Regions from separate parts of the Mus musculus genome. Here region 1 is linked to region 2. A link is a contact called in public promoter capture Hi-C data. All regions are on one chromosome and are shown on one strand. Each heading gives the region's core, a stretch centred on a gene start, on an enhancer-like site or on the middle of the called end of the contact. The rest is flanking DNA. Distances are from core to core; before and after follow the strand shown.

The links. Promoter capture Hi-C pulls out the DNA fragments that hold promoters and counts their contacts.
Region 1: a promoter capture Hi-C map of hippocampal neurons shows a contact between it and region 2, with 5 times the contacts expected there. The contact joins the promoter of Slco6d1 here to the promoter of Ppip5k2 in region 2. A contact is called at or near these places in 2 of 39 promoter capture datasets (hippocampal neurons and maxillary cranial neural crest).

What each region holds. Positions count from the first base shown.
Region 1 is chr1:98,419,564-98,426,641 of GRCm38.p6, forward strand. Slco6d1 (solute carrier organic anion transporter family, member 6d1) reads left to right here and starts at 1,561. Exons shown (of 14, transcript NM_027584.1): 1 at 1,561-1,934; 2 at 3,526-3,786. The coding sequence starts at 1,643.
Region 2 is chr1:97,767,434-97,773,740 of GRCm38.p6, forward strand. It overlaps Ppip5k2 (diphosphoinositol pentakisphosphate kinase 2), which reads right to left and starts at 2,659. Exons shown (of 28, transcript NM_173760.5): 1 at 2,422-2,659. Gin1 (gypsy retrotransposon integrase 1) reads left to right here and starts at 2,739. Exons shown (of 8, transcript NM_026250.3): 1 at 2,739-2,822.

The DNA of each region.
Region 1 (7,078 bases), core at 311-2,810, 650 kb after region 2:
TCCCTGTAGCTTTTGTATGTACAAATGACAAACAGAATGAGAAAAAAAAATCATCAAAACACCTTTCACAATAGGGTAAAACAAACACAAACCTTTGGGTAAATCTAAAGAAGTCAGTAAAACTTCAACTGCTTCCCATGTTCCATTTTACCACGGTTCTTTCCATATTTATGTCGTTTTAAACAGATACATGAATGCTCTGTATTGTTTACTAATAGCTTCTTACCCTTTGGAGTGAATTTACCAGTTGATTACAAATTCAGCTCTCTGCTGAACCACACCAAATATTGATTGATTCAGAATATCTTGATTGGCTGTTAGAATAGTGTTCTCTTGGATTTCTATATTGTTACTAGAAACAAAATTTCCAGTGCTTTTCTTGTTTCACAATTATCTTGCTCCTTCTACCTTTGGGTTACGAGGAGTCTAGTATCAGGGAGAAGAAGAAGAATTCTAGCCTTATCATATTTTTTATCCTTAGGAACCCTGCTACATTTATGCTTTTTATTATAATGAATCAATATGAAATTATATTTATGCCAGGTGTGAGGAAATAGTAAACTAGGCATTTGCAGTTATTCATGTAGTGATTATGATGAAAAAATCAAGTCTTTTAATGTAAGGAAGAATAATATTTTATTCTTTGGATGTATACTAATTTTTCCACTTTTAGTCAGTTATTTGTCTGGTGTACCATATTGAAAATCAAGTGGTAAAATTGTTCTAAGCTTCATGAGTTTTGGCAACATGTCGAAATCTTAAGACAGAAGATTGGTTCATCTGGAATAAAAAGATACTTTGTGCATACACATGAGTCAGCTTCATTGTAAGAGAGATGCTGATCTGAAATTGCAATTTTATATAAAACAAGTTACATACCATATACCATGCTCCTTCTCTCAAATGACATTTCTCCCACTAATGTTAGTGCTCCTCTGTAGCCTCTGTCTTCATTTATAGCAAAATATACACCTGCCTTCCTTCGTGTATAGTAGAATATACACCTGCCTTCCTGTTTTTGGCTTGGGATGAATTTTCAGCAGAACTCTTTCTCAGTGCAAATCTGTTCATTCATTTCCATTGCTTGATGTCTTTTATTCTGATTCTTCCTTGTTCTTCTAGATCTTCCATCACAGTGGATTGGCTTAAATTGTCTCATGTTTCCTGCTATTTACTTGCTTTCTTACTTACTTGTTACTAAAGAATCTAAATGAATTTTTTTCAAATGAGATTATCCAGCTGTAGAGACACCACACTGAAGGAAAACTGGCGATACTGATGGTTGGTTCTCAGTCCTTTGTTTACACGTTTATTTCTCCATTCATTTCTTTTACAAATATCAATTATTCGACATTTTGTTCAAGGTTGTTTGATAATATTCACAGGGGCCCCTCTCTTCTCTTTCCCTCCTCCCTCCTTCCTTTCCTCTTCTTACTTTCTCTGTGAAACAAAGAAGATAGAATTCAGTCTTGGAACTTCCGCAGCGTCACTCAACAGGTCTGTAGGGACGTTGGTTCCCTGCACTGGAAATAACGTTCCCTGTAGAGTTCTAGTGGCAGTGACATTACTCACCTCGGCTCAGGGATTGCACGGGTGCCTCAAAACACTCCTACAGTATCCTCGGAGCTGCTTTTGATAAGCCATGGCCCAGGACAAGATAAAACAAAAAGATGCAGTGAAGCAGGCTCAGGTGGTAGACATGGATGAACACCAGAAAACTAAGGAACCCAGGAAATTAGAAATGTTCCTGGTAACACTTCCAACTGCAGTGAAGAAGTTTGCAGATACACCAGATATGAAAAAGTCAGATCGAAAATACAAAGATCCCTCGGAGGAGCCATATGGTTTGGGCTCTCTCGTTTTCCCTTGTTTACAGCGTTTCAACAATGTTAAGTCCTTCCTGACTCTGTCGTTTTTAGCGGTCGTGGCTCATAGTAAGTTGGAGGAGCAGGGTTGCTCAGGCGAGAGGATGTATTGCAGTAGACATGAGGCTGTCACACTGTGGGAAGGAGCGTGTGGATGACTTCTGACTCTTTTTCTAAACCTGAAGGAAAATCAGTTAACCCAATGCATTGCCCTTGCCTTCAGTCTTTGACTTCCTGCTTGACAGGGTGCTTTCCATACTGTGGGTTACAGCTTCATAACAGATGGGAAGTTGGTGTTGAGTTAGTGCATGTTATTTAATGATCAACTTACGTTTGCGTTGAATGCTCGGGAGAGGAAGATAAAACTGAATACAGCATCACCATCATGATTTTTGCTCACATGTTTGAAACACTCTTGACAAACCAGGTTTCTGCCTGGATTTTATTTCCTTACCTTTGAATTGAGGGGTGGTGAGACTTCAAGTGGTTCAGATCGCAGGAAGAAATACATGACTGCTTTTATCCTCATGTTGTCTTCTCCTGCCTCTTGTCTCTTCCTTCTCTTTCTCTTCTATTGTTTTAGTTAACAATTAAATTTTTTGTAATGACTTGGACACTACATTCTCCTTCTAGCTTTCTGTTGGCATTCACACTTAGCAATTGCCAGTGAGAGGCTACCAAAAGTCGGTACCAAAAGTGTAGGCAGAATCTTCTCTGGTTATCTGATTTGGGTGATGATTTTGGCAGCAGGAGCAACACTGAGTGATTGGGGTTCTTGGAGGTAAAGTAGGGAATAGGTGCTCTATCAGCATCAATCATGGATAAGTCAGCATCACTGTGCTCCTATGTCTGGCCCTAGGGCAGTAGACCAGCAGGGATCAGTTGGTTCTCAGAGCTTTAGGAACAGCAGTAAGGATTCCTTGATCCCTGTAATCCAACGAGTGTTTGAGGTAATTGGAGACAGCAGCTATGCTTGCTTCAGCAATGACATGTGATCCTGCCACTTTGCAAACACAGCATGAATGTTAATTTGTCACTATTTTCTGTTTCTATTCCAAGAAATGAAATCTGTTGGTAGCTATTCCTTGTATCACATCATTTTTCCCGTTAGTATGATTATTTTCTTTACACACTGGATGGTGAATGTTCACAGATAACACTGAATTTATATATTTCCTACTCTTTATAATGATTTATACGAATGTATACATTAGTTTTATTTTTTACTTTAAGACTGGAAGTGTTCAGAAATGTTAATCTTCAAAGACAGAATCTTAGATCTGGTACATGGTTATACTTTGAAATCCAACCTGGGTTTCAAATATCTTTATAATTTCAGTTAGAAAATTGGTAAATATCCATTATATTATTTACTAATTCTTCAAAATTTAACATGATACATATAATATAGTGATGAGATGATTCAGACATAATTTATCTCAAAGAGACTACTAATAGTGGTACTTAAAATAGCTTCTCATATTCTGGTAAAATATTTCATGAAAGTTAATAAATTTATTTTTATTTATAGATTTTATTCATTGATAGTATTCTAAAATAATCCTAAATAGCATAAATATAATTTTCTTTGAATGATTATAATGGTGGTCTGTTTCATCTATTAAACTGTATTATACTTTTCTTTCTTTTTTCTTTCTAGGTATGATATTTGCTCTTGTTGATCAGTCTATAAAACTTTACGTGGCTCAACTATCTCCATCACGGATAGAGGAATACTTAATGGATACTAGTGATAATTTTGTTGCTTTTCTGTTCTCAATGTTTGTAGCACACTTTGGAGGTAGAGGAAATAGAGCAAATTGGGTGGCAGCTGGCTGCTTTCTAACAGGAATTGCTGCAATTGTTTTTGCTGTTCCTTTCCTTAATTTTGAAATTATAAAACTGAGCGTAGTAAAAGAAGGTGAGATTTTTTTAAAATATAGCTTCATATATTATGAATATTTATTTAATTCTTTTTGGTTCAAGAAATTGAAAATTGTTTATGATGTGTAATTGTGTCTCCGTTCTTCTATATGTGCTTATGTAACCATGCTTAATAATAACTGTAGTGCTCTGATTTTTCTCTTGCATAGAAAGAAACATTGTTGGATGATTTATAAAATTACTTCTTTTATAAAATTTTAAGGATTTTACAAATCTCTAGAGAACTCTGGAAAGTCATTTTTATTTGGTACTAGATACTTTAATTATTCTGTTTGTTTTATTCATAGCACAGACCCATAGAAGTTCAAATACAGGAATAAGCATACATAGAATGTAGGGGTGACTAGAAAGCTAATCCTTTTTTCAAAGCTGTATGCTACTCTTTGACTACCAATTGAATCTACAAAGATAGTGGTGTTGTGACATTGTTCAGTGTTGATTTAATAATTTTTGTTATTCCTAGTAAATAAGATCTACTTGAAATGTCCTTGGAGTATACTTCTAACACTATTGTCTCAGATTGCTCCTTATTTTATATAGGGTTTTATTGGCAGGTTAAGCCAGTTTTTATCAAGGAATATTCAATAAGGACACATATCCACGTGCATTAATGTTTTTGAAGTTTATAATGTTTATTAAGTTTATGCAATATTAAATTTAAAAGTAGTTAATATAAACCACAACTATTTTGATATAAGAATAGTTACATACTATTTTTATATCAAAATGCATACAAATGTAAGAAGTGTATATTGTACATGGTTTTAAAATGCCATTTAAGCTTATAGAACTGGTATTTGCTTCAATGAGAAAATGACTAATGAAAAGAAGATAATGAAAGCATTTCCTTACTTTGTTCTCTTAACAGTATTCTGGTCAGAAATAGTGCCATCCTCAGGAACTTGTCATGATCAATATTAAAAATTCTACTCAGTAATTTAAAAAACGTACTACACACAGGACCTGAGTTTGGTTTCAAGCATAGACATTATTTAGCCAGAAAACACAAATAACTACACCACAAGGGTACTATTCTTCTGGCCTCTGATATCATTGGCTTACACACACACACACACACACACACACACACACACACACACACTCTCACACAGAGGGGGTAAAGGAGGGAGGGCTCTAGGGAGATGGAAGAGATTTCTTTCCATTTCTTTATCTACACATCTTCCATTATTGCTATCTCCTAATTCTATTTTCTGCTCTTTCCTTTTTGTGCTTTCATGATTAAACACTAGAATAGATAACAAATAGAAATTAGAAAGCTGTGGACTATACCAAAGAGGTTCAGAGAATACATAATGAAAAATGAACTTTCTTCTCAAATTCATATACCCATTCTTCATTATCACCATTGTTTTCTAGAACTTTATATAAAGTGACCATGCACACATCTGTCTTAGCTCAGGTTCTTGATGAACCACCAGTAGTTCATTCGTACTTACTCAGAATGAAGGCAAACTTCTTTTCTATCATTAGGACCAGTGGATAATGAAAACCTGCTTCTTCTGGTTCTACTAGTTCTATTTTCCTTCATTTGCAGATTGTTTTCTGTATGCCAACATGACATATCAAAATCTTTCCAACATTCTCTAGTGAGTGCCCTCAGCTGTTTTATCTCATTGATCTCTTTATCTCCTGCTTGGAAACCTTGGGAGTGAATCATGCACGTGCCCCTTTCCCTATGCCAGGAGACTCCTGAGTCCTGTGATGAATCTGCTGCTGCCAATTGCAAGTGCTAGTTTCTTCACAAATGGATCTATTCATGTGAAAGTCATCATTGTCCACAATCAATTGTAACCTTTGGAAAAAAAAAACAGTAGTATTTTTTGTTTTGTTTTGTTTTGTTTGTTTTATTTGTTTGTTACTTGGTGCTTTGTTTTGTTTGGGAATTCTAGTGGTTTTGTTTTCCTTTTTACTAAACTCCTAAGTTGTCCTATGCTGGACGGAAAATATCAGCATGTTTGAAAATTTCTTTACTTTCTATTTTTATTGGATATTTTATTTATTTATATTTCAAAGGTGGTTATCTGCTTTCCCCGTTTCCCCACAGCAAACCCAGTATCCCATCCCTCTTCCTCCTGCTTCTATGGGGGTGTTCCCCCACCACCTGCCCACTCCCACCACACTACCCTGGCATACCCTTACACTGGGGCATCAAGCCTTCACAGGACCAAGGGACTCTCCTCCCACTGATGCCAGATAAAGCCATCATCCTCAGCTACATATGCTGCTAGAGACATGGGTCCCTCCATGTTTACTCTTTGCTTGGTGGTTTAGTCCCAAATGAACAATAATTTTTGTCAACTCATGAACATAACTCATGCTATTTACTATAACACTATTTACTGCATATAAATCTTATGTGTTATGAAATTAGACATATAATCCTCATTTGTAGTATTGAACATACCCTGCTTCTTGATAGTTTTTCTTTTGGATATTTCTATGTATGCTACTAAGATATTAAGTTACTTATAATCTTCAATTTTCTTAATGAACAATTAGTTTTTATTGTTAAAAGACTAAAAAAAGGTTATCCAGTAGAAAGCTGAGAAATATGATCCATAGTAGTACGTGGACAAGTACATTCAACTTTCTAGAACAAGACATATTGAATAGACTCAGGAGGTGTTTTATGACTGTCATGAGCCTGAATGACTTTCTATAGTCTATTCAATATAGAGTAAAATTGGCTTTTGAGTGTCACATAATTTTCCTCAGCTCAAAAGTATAGCTAGAGATCTCAGAAAAATCATAATTTGGCTACAGTTGTAACTTTATTGAGCGTCTGCATGCTGTAAAAGAGAGAAAATATTAAAGAGGTGTCCGTGTTAATTATAGAAGAAACACATACAGGGCTACTGAGATAGTTAACAAAAGCATTTCAACAGGAGTTTTAAAGGATTATTTGGATTACATACTAAAATATATTAGCCAGAAAGACTAAAAGAATAAGAATTAAGAAAGGGTGACTGTTATAGGTTCAGCAATAAATGGGTTCCACGAGGATCTCAGAAGATTGCAGAAGAAGAGGCAGAAGAAGGAAAGAGCTTGAATGGGCAGAGGGTGTGAGAAGTTGTGTGAAACACTGAACTTAGGCATGAAGAGGCCATGAACTCATGGAAGCAGGGAGTGTCTGCACATCAGTTACCCGAGGATAGTATCTGTGAACAACCTATCATGGGGAGAAAATTAGCTCACCATGCATTCCTGTAGATGTGTATGTACATGTGTGTCTAGTATGTTTCTCTGAG
Region 2 (6,307 bases), core at 1,409-3,908:
CCCCAAAATTCCTTAGCAGCTCTAGGCAGCAGACAGAATGAGGTTATACATCACATACAGTTTTGAAGATTAAATGAGAACGCAGGCGGCCAGAACAGCTAGCATGCAGTAAGGACTCTGTAAACATTAGCTGTTTCTATAACTGGTTAACTATGGTTATAAATAAGATTTTTCTGACTTTAACTGGCAAAAAACAAACATAAGCAACTCAGTTTAGAATGAACCTTCTAGCGAAGGCTGCCTGTGCAGATCCTCTTCTGATGGTCTTTGTGGAGACCTTTTTCAAGGCTCCAGTTTTACTTGGCTGCTCCACACCGGACGACCTACTGCCCTGGACAAACAGTCCTCTCTCTCATATGTTTACTCATTCTGGCTTGAGCTGCCTCTTCCTTAAATTAACACCCCGAATAAGCCATCAGTCCTGTATAGTATCTAGAGTTCCCTTACAAAAGTCCCCCAAGCTATCTTTCCATAGGTTCCACTAAAGTCCAGAAGTCCAGCCCCGGAATTAGTAAATTTCCACTAAAAATAAAAAAATTAAAAAGGAAACTGGAGCTCCATCAACTGCTGTTCAACCGGAATACAAACACATAACTGGTTTTCCTGAGATCCCAAAGCATTTTCTAGTGGAAACTTTATTATAAATGATAGCTAAATTCCAAGGCACTAGGAAGAAGTTACATAAAAAGTGTTAAATATTGGTTTCTTCCTGCTAGGAAAGGCAAGCTAGAATAGGTTTTTCGATTATATAAACCAAGACAGTTCCAAGTTCCATACAACTTTGGCAAATGACTGATTCCTCTCCCTCTTCAAAAGGTATACCTCTTTCTGCTGAGTCAGCATTTCTGCCTGGAATTTACCTTTCTGCTGAGTTAGCTTTTTGGTTTGGATTTTATTGCCATTTTAGAGGTAGTTCCTATTCCTGAAATAAACTGGAAGACTTCAAAGAATGCTTCCCAGACTCTTCTCATGCATCTACCAAACCCCAAACACATTTCTTAACCTTTTTGTCTCCTTGTGCTCCATACGTACCTTTCCCAATGATCTGTTTCACACCTGACAATGATGTGAGTGCTCAGGGTTTTGTTTCTAATTATCAAACATTTCAAATTATCAGAAAAACTAAATGAACTACTCTTATGCCTAGTATTAGATTCAATAGTCTATCAATTGTTAAATTTAATACCTTTATAATTACCTAAAAACTGAGATAGCAAGCATTGTACAATTATGAGCCTTCTAGTCATCAGTTTTTCCACTTGCCTTTTCAAAAAATAGCCTATGCTGCAGAAAATACATTCGACAGTCTGAAATATGTAATTCTACAGCACATACAGAATTTGCAGAAAGATCACGACTGTCATTTGTCACACACATATACACAAGCACACTATGGATGCATAACCTCTGATAGTTAGTGAAGAAACTGGAATAACAAGAGCAATGGCAGGACAATAGAATACAGATGCTGGATTCAGATCTAGTTTCTAGTAAACACTCAAAGGTTTTCCTGTGGCAAAATGTAACCAGGGTAAGTTCCACTACCTCACTAACTTTCCATTTTCCGGCTTAAAAATATAATAACCTAACAACCTTCACGAGCCTCTTGAAAGGATGAATGACAATATATGTGCAAACCATGTGGTACTGTTACACACTAATATCAGCTATCGTTATATTATTGCTCAAAAACCACGGGTTTCAGTTAGAAAAAAAAAACTGTAATAGTGAAACAAAATCCTGCCCCGGTATAGGCTAATGCTTAAGTCAGCCATGCTTCCTACTTCTGTGTCTTCCAGGACGCAAAAAGCAAAACGACCATTACCACAAACCTCAAGAATGGTAACTCTCAGGAAGTTGTCCAGAACCTCCAGGATGAGATCCAAAGGTCACTATCTACATGGGAGGACGCAACGCTGTGTAATCGATAAGGCGCGGGTGCGGCATTGACCTGCAACCTCGTCTCTTACCTTGCAACGCCGCTGTGCACACACACACAGTGCTTTTGTTCTTTGGAAGTGGGTGTGGAAAGCAAAGACAAGCAGAGCAAAGGATAGGGAATGAAACAGACACCTCTCCCCACAGAAGAAGCCAAACAACGGCGCACCCCTCGGTGAACGGAGATCCAAATACAAGTCGAACGTGGGTAGCTCCCTAACTAGCGGGACTGCAATTTCGGGCTTTTCAAACTCTAGAAATGAAAAGAGGAAGCGACTCGGGAAGCGGAGGAGAAATCAAGCCTGAAAGGGACCCTGGGGATGTTCTGTCACTCGTCCACAAGCACGCTGCCCTCCGCGACTGTCCGTGGCTCTTGCAAGACCACGTGTCCCGCATCCGCACCGTGGAGCAGAGACAAAGCAAACACCTGGAGGCGGCGGCGAGCCTCGGGCTGCCGGAGATGTCGCCTCTCCCGGTCCTCACCTGCCGTGGCTGCGGGCAGCAAGCGATCTGCGGGAGATGCTTGAGCCCATCCAGGTTTCGGTTCCTCCCCCTTTAATTGCGGGGGCGAGGGAAGGACGCTTGTGCCGAGGCGGCTCTCGGAGGCGTGGACCTGAAGCTTCCCTCGCCGGCCACCGCGGAACCGCTGGCACTGGCACACCTCAGGAGCCTCCGACACGCCTCTTCCCTGCCCGCCCTCCACAGGGCTCCCACGGAAACTGCACCGGCCGGAACAGTTTCCGGCGGACCAACGACCCGCCTGAGCCTTCCTGTTCCACAAGCGCCACCAGAACTCCGACCCCCGGCAGTTCCGCTTCCGGTAGCACCAGATAAATCGCGAGAGGAGAGTTAAAAACCTGCCGTTTGCACTTAGGACCACTTCGGTGAGTGGTCGTTCTAGTGTGTTCTGTCATACCTATTTTTCTTTATTTTTTTCTTCATTTTTTTTAAAAACGGAGACGTAGCCTTCCAGTAACTTTAAAACGGTCCCCTTCGACTGCTCTAAGGACGGGTTTGACTAGCGGAGGTTTCGCGCAGGCGCCGTTTGGGGCGGGAGGGCCTTGAACTTGCACAGCGCCGCGGATGGTGGCTGCAAAGAGGCGAGGACTGTTGGGCTCAGGGAGGTGGCGACTCGGTATAATTGAGCTGTCAACGGTCCTTTTCCTGCTTAGGCAAGGATTAGCGGGACCTAGCCCTCAGGGGTCCGTTAACGAGGTGTCAAAAAGCTTGCGGAGCTCTCCCTTGCCGGCGGCGGCGAATGCTGGACTGCCTTCAAAACTCGAGTGCAGCGGCGCTTGTCCGAAGCTGGAGGAGTTTCGTCCTGCATAGTAGTCACCATTCAGTGTGAAAACGTACACCTGTGTAAAGGAACGAGCTCAAGGGGGGTGGGGTGGGGACCTTAAAGCTCTAAAGGGAAAATACACTTTTTAAAAAAATCTCAATTTTCAAAATGGACCTGAATTTGTCCTGTGCGGCTTTATCTGTATGCATATGGAAATAAAGGGAAAAGAGGCAGGGTATGGTCTGAAGTATTGCCGCCTCAGGCTTATCCCTGCCTCCTCCCAGTTAATATATAATTGTACGGGTTCAGTTTTCAGAGATTAAAGCAGAATAATTCAAAAGTCGGAACCCTAATCCCACAATCCTGTGTTTATTAAAACATTACAACTTTTGTGTTTTGAAGTTAGAATACAAACTTACTGTGTAACCTTTCATTGGCTTTAATAGTAGCTTCATGCTAAAAATAAAAAGAATAGTTAATTGTTTTCATTGGTTACGCAAGACAAAATTATAGATGTTAAGCAATAAGTATTGGTAAAAATATTTGTTGTTCTTAACGTTGTACGAGGAACATGCTGTAAAGACCTAATCAAATATCCTGATGAAATTGCAACACTTTGGTGCTCAGCTTTTAACGGAATGCATATGCCCAGCTGCCTCACCCGAGCTGACCGGCCTCCCTATCATGGGACACAGGGCTGTCCAACTGTGACTCAGAATAAACCATTCTCCTTGGTGCCTTTCCTGCTCATTTTATAGTAACAGTGACACGGTAGCTAATGTGGGCAGCTCTCACAATTGAGAGGCTTCTGTACAGCAAAGGAAACATTTGAGTGAAAAGATACCCTGCATAGTAGGGAAAAACCATTCCCACTAGTAGAAGACTGCTGCCTGGAATGTGCAGAGAAATCAAAATACTAAGGAAAAAATACAGAATCCAGTTTTATAAGTGGGTAAAGGACTGAGTGAAAAATTCTCAAAAGAGAAATACATGTCATCGAAACTATGTTTTAAAACTGTTAAACATCTTTATCCACTAGGTAAATGCAGATTAAGACAAATTTGAAATTTCATCTTAGGCCATTAAGGTCACCATCCTTAAGAGGTCAAATAACAAAATGACAAAAGCATGCAGAGGTGGGAGGAAGGGAGCTCTTATTCAGTTCTGGTGGGGTATGAACGGGTGCGGCACTACATGGGAGTAAGCTCGGGGCCTCTCACAAACTAAAACTAGAACTTCCACGTGACCCAACTCTCCGGCTTCTGGGCATATCCCAGGGTATGTGAATATTTTCACAGAGACATTTACATACCTTTGCTTACTGCTCTTGTATTCACATTAGCAAGGAAATGAGATCACTCCAGATGTCCATCACAGAATGTCTGTAGAATACATGTGCTATGGACTGGTACTCAGCCTTAGAGGGAAATGACATTAATAAACATTTCAAAAGCAAACCAAAAGGAATGACACTGGAAAATACTGTCCTAAGTAAGTTAGCTCAGGCTGAAAAAGATACCTATGTTCTCCCGTGTTCTGACGTATTCTTCTTAGATCTAATCTTAAGACATAAATGTGTTAATTTAGGGGTGGTTATGTGTAGGGGCCAGGAATGGAGAAGAGAGTCCATGATGGGGCGGGGGGACCAGTTCTGAGGGAGGTAACGGAGACCAATTGAACACATATGATATGAACATGCAATAGAGAATACAGAGAGGGCGAAAATGTGAAAGGAAAAGGGAGAGAGGAGTGAGTGAACGGTGGGGCCAACAGGAAATAAGTATGAATTCCATACAGAATCCTACTGCTTTTTACGCTATTGTAATATCATAATAACATAATAACGATATAATATTTTAGATTGTAATAAAGAACTTATCCAATAGGGAGTTCTTCAGTGACAGGGTCTTAAGTGGGACGACCAGAGGATGAGAAGACAAAGAAGAAAGTAAAACCAGGATCAGGGATCTTGCCAAAGCTGATGGCTTATGTCAAGCAAGTTTATTAAGAAGTACAGCATTGTAAAAAGAAGTTTGAGGGAGAAGTGGGACCATGTCAGTGGAAGGCACTGTCACATAGTGAGACAAAGACAGCAGAAATGTTGCTAATCAAGTCATGGTGTGCAAAGGGAACACTGAGTATCTCTAGAGCACCAGGACTGAGTGTGCAGTGACCTTGGCACTCCTATCTATAGCAACATTCAGTGGCAAAGGTTAGGTTCTCCAGACCTAAAGCTACAGCTACCCCCAAGGCCCTGGTCCCAAGCAGACTCCAGGTTTTAGAGAAGGGACTGTTCCTTGCCACAGGGCCTCAGGGAAAAGCTCCCAAGTCATGTCCCTAGGCTATTACTGGCTCTGCCAGGCAACACTAGATGGTAATTTATCTAACCCAGATACACTCGGTTCCTAGAAACCACCATTCTATTTTCTGTTGATATGAATTTGACAACTTTTGCCTTTTAAAGAAATTACTTAGCATAATATCCTCAAGTTATATCCATGTTCTTTTTTTTTTTTTTTTTTGGTTTTTCGAGACAGGGTTTCTCTGTATAGCTCTGGCTGTCCTGGAACTCACTTTGTAGACCAGGCTGGCCTCGAACTAAGAAATCCGACTGCCTCTGCCTCCCAAGTGCTGGGATTAAAGGTGTGCACCACCACGCCCAGCTTATATCCATGTTATTACATGTGTTAGAATTAGCTCTTTTTAAAAGGCCGAATAATATTTCATTATGTATATAAGCCATATTTTTTATATTTATTTGTCATTAGGCACTTGGGTCCCATCCTGTTTTTAACTACTATGAGTGAAGCAGCTTGAGCTAACCTTTCAAAATAGCCTCTAACCCCACTATAAAGTAAACTTCACGAGGGTCAGGAGGATATGCGTTTTGTTGGTTATCATTGTATCTCCCCCCTTTTTTTTTTTTTTTTTTTTTTTGGTTTTTCGAGGCAGGGTTTCTCTGTGTAGCCCTGGCTGTCCTGGAACTCACTCTGTAGACCAGGCTGGCCTTGAACTCAGAATCCGCCTGCCTCTGGTATCTCCAATTTTGTTTCTGGCATGTGCCAGATAATCGTGTATGTGTGTGTT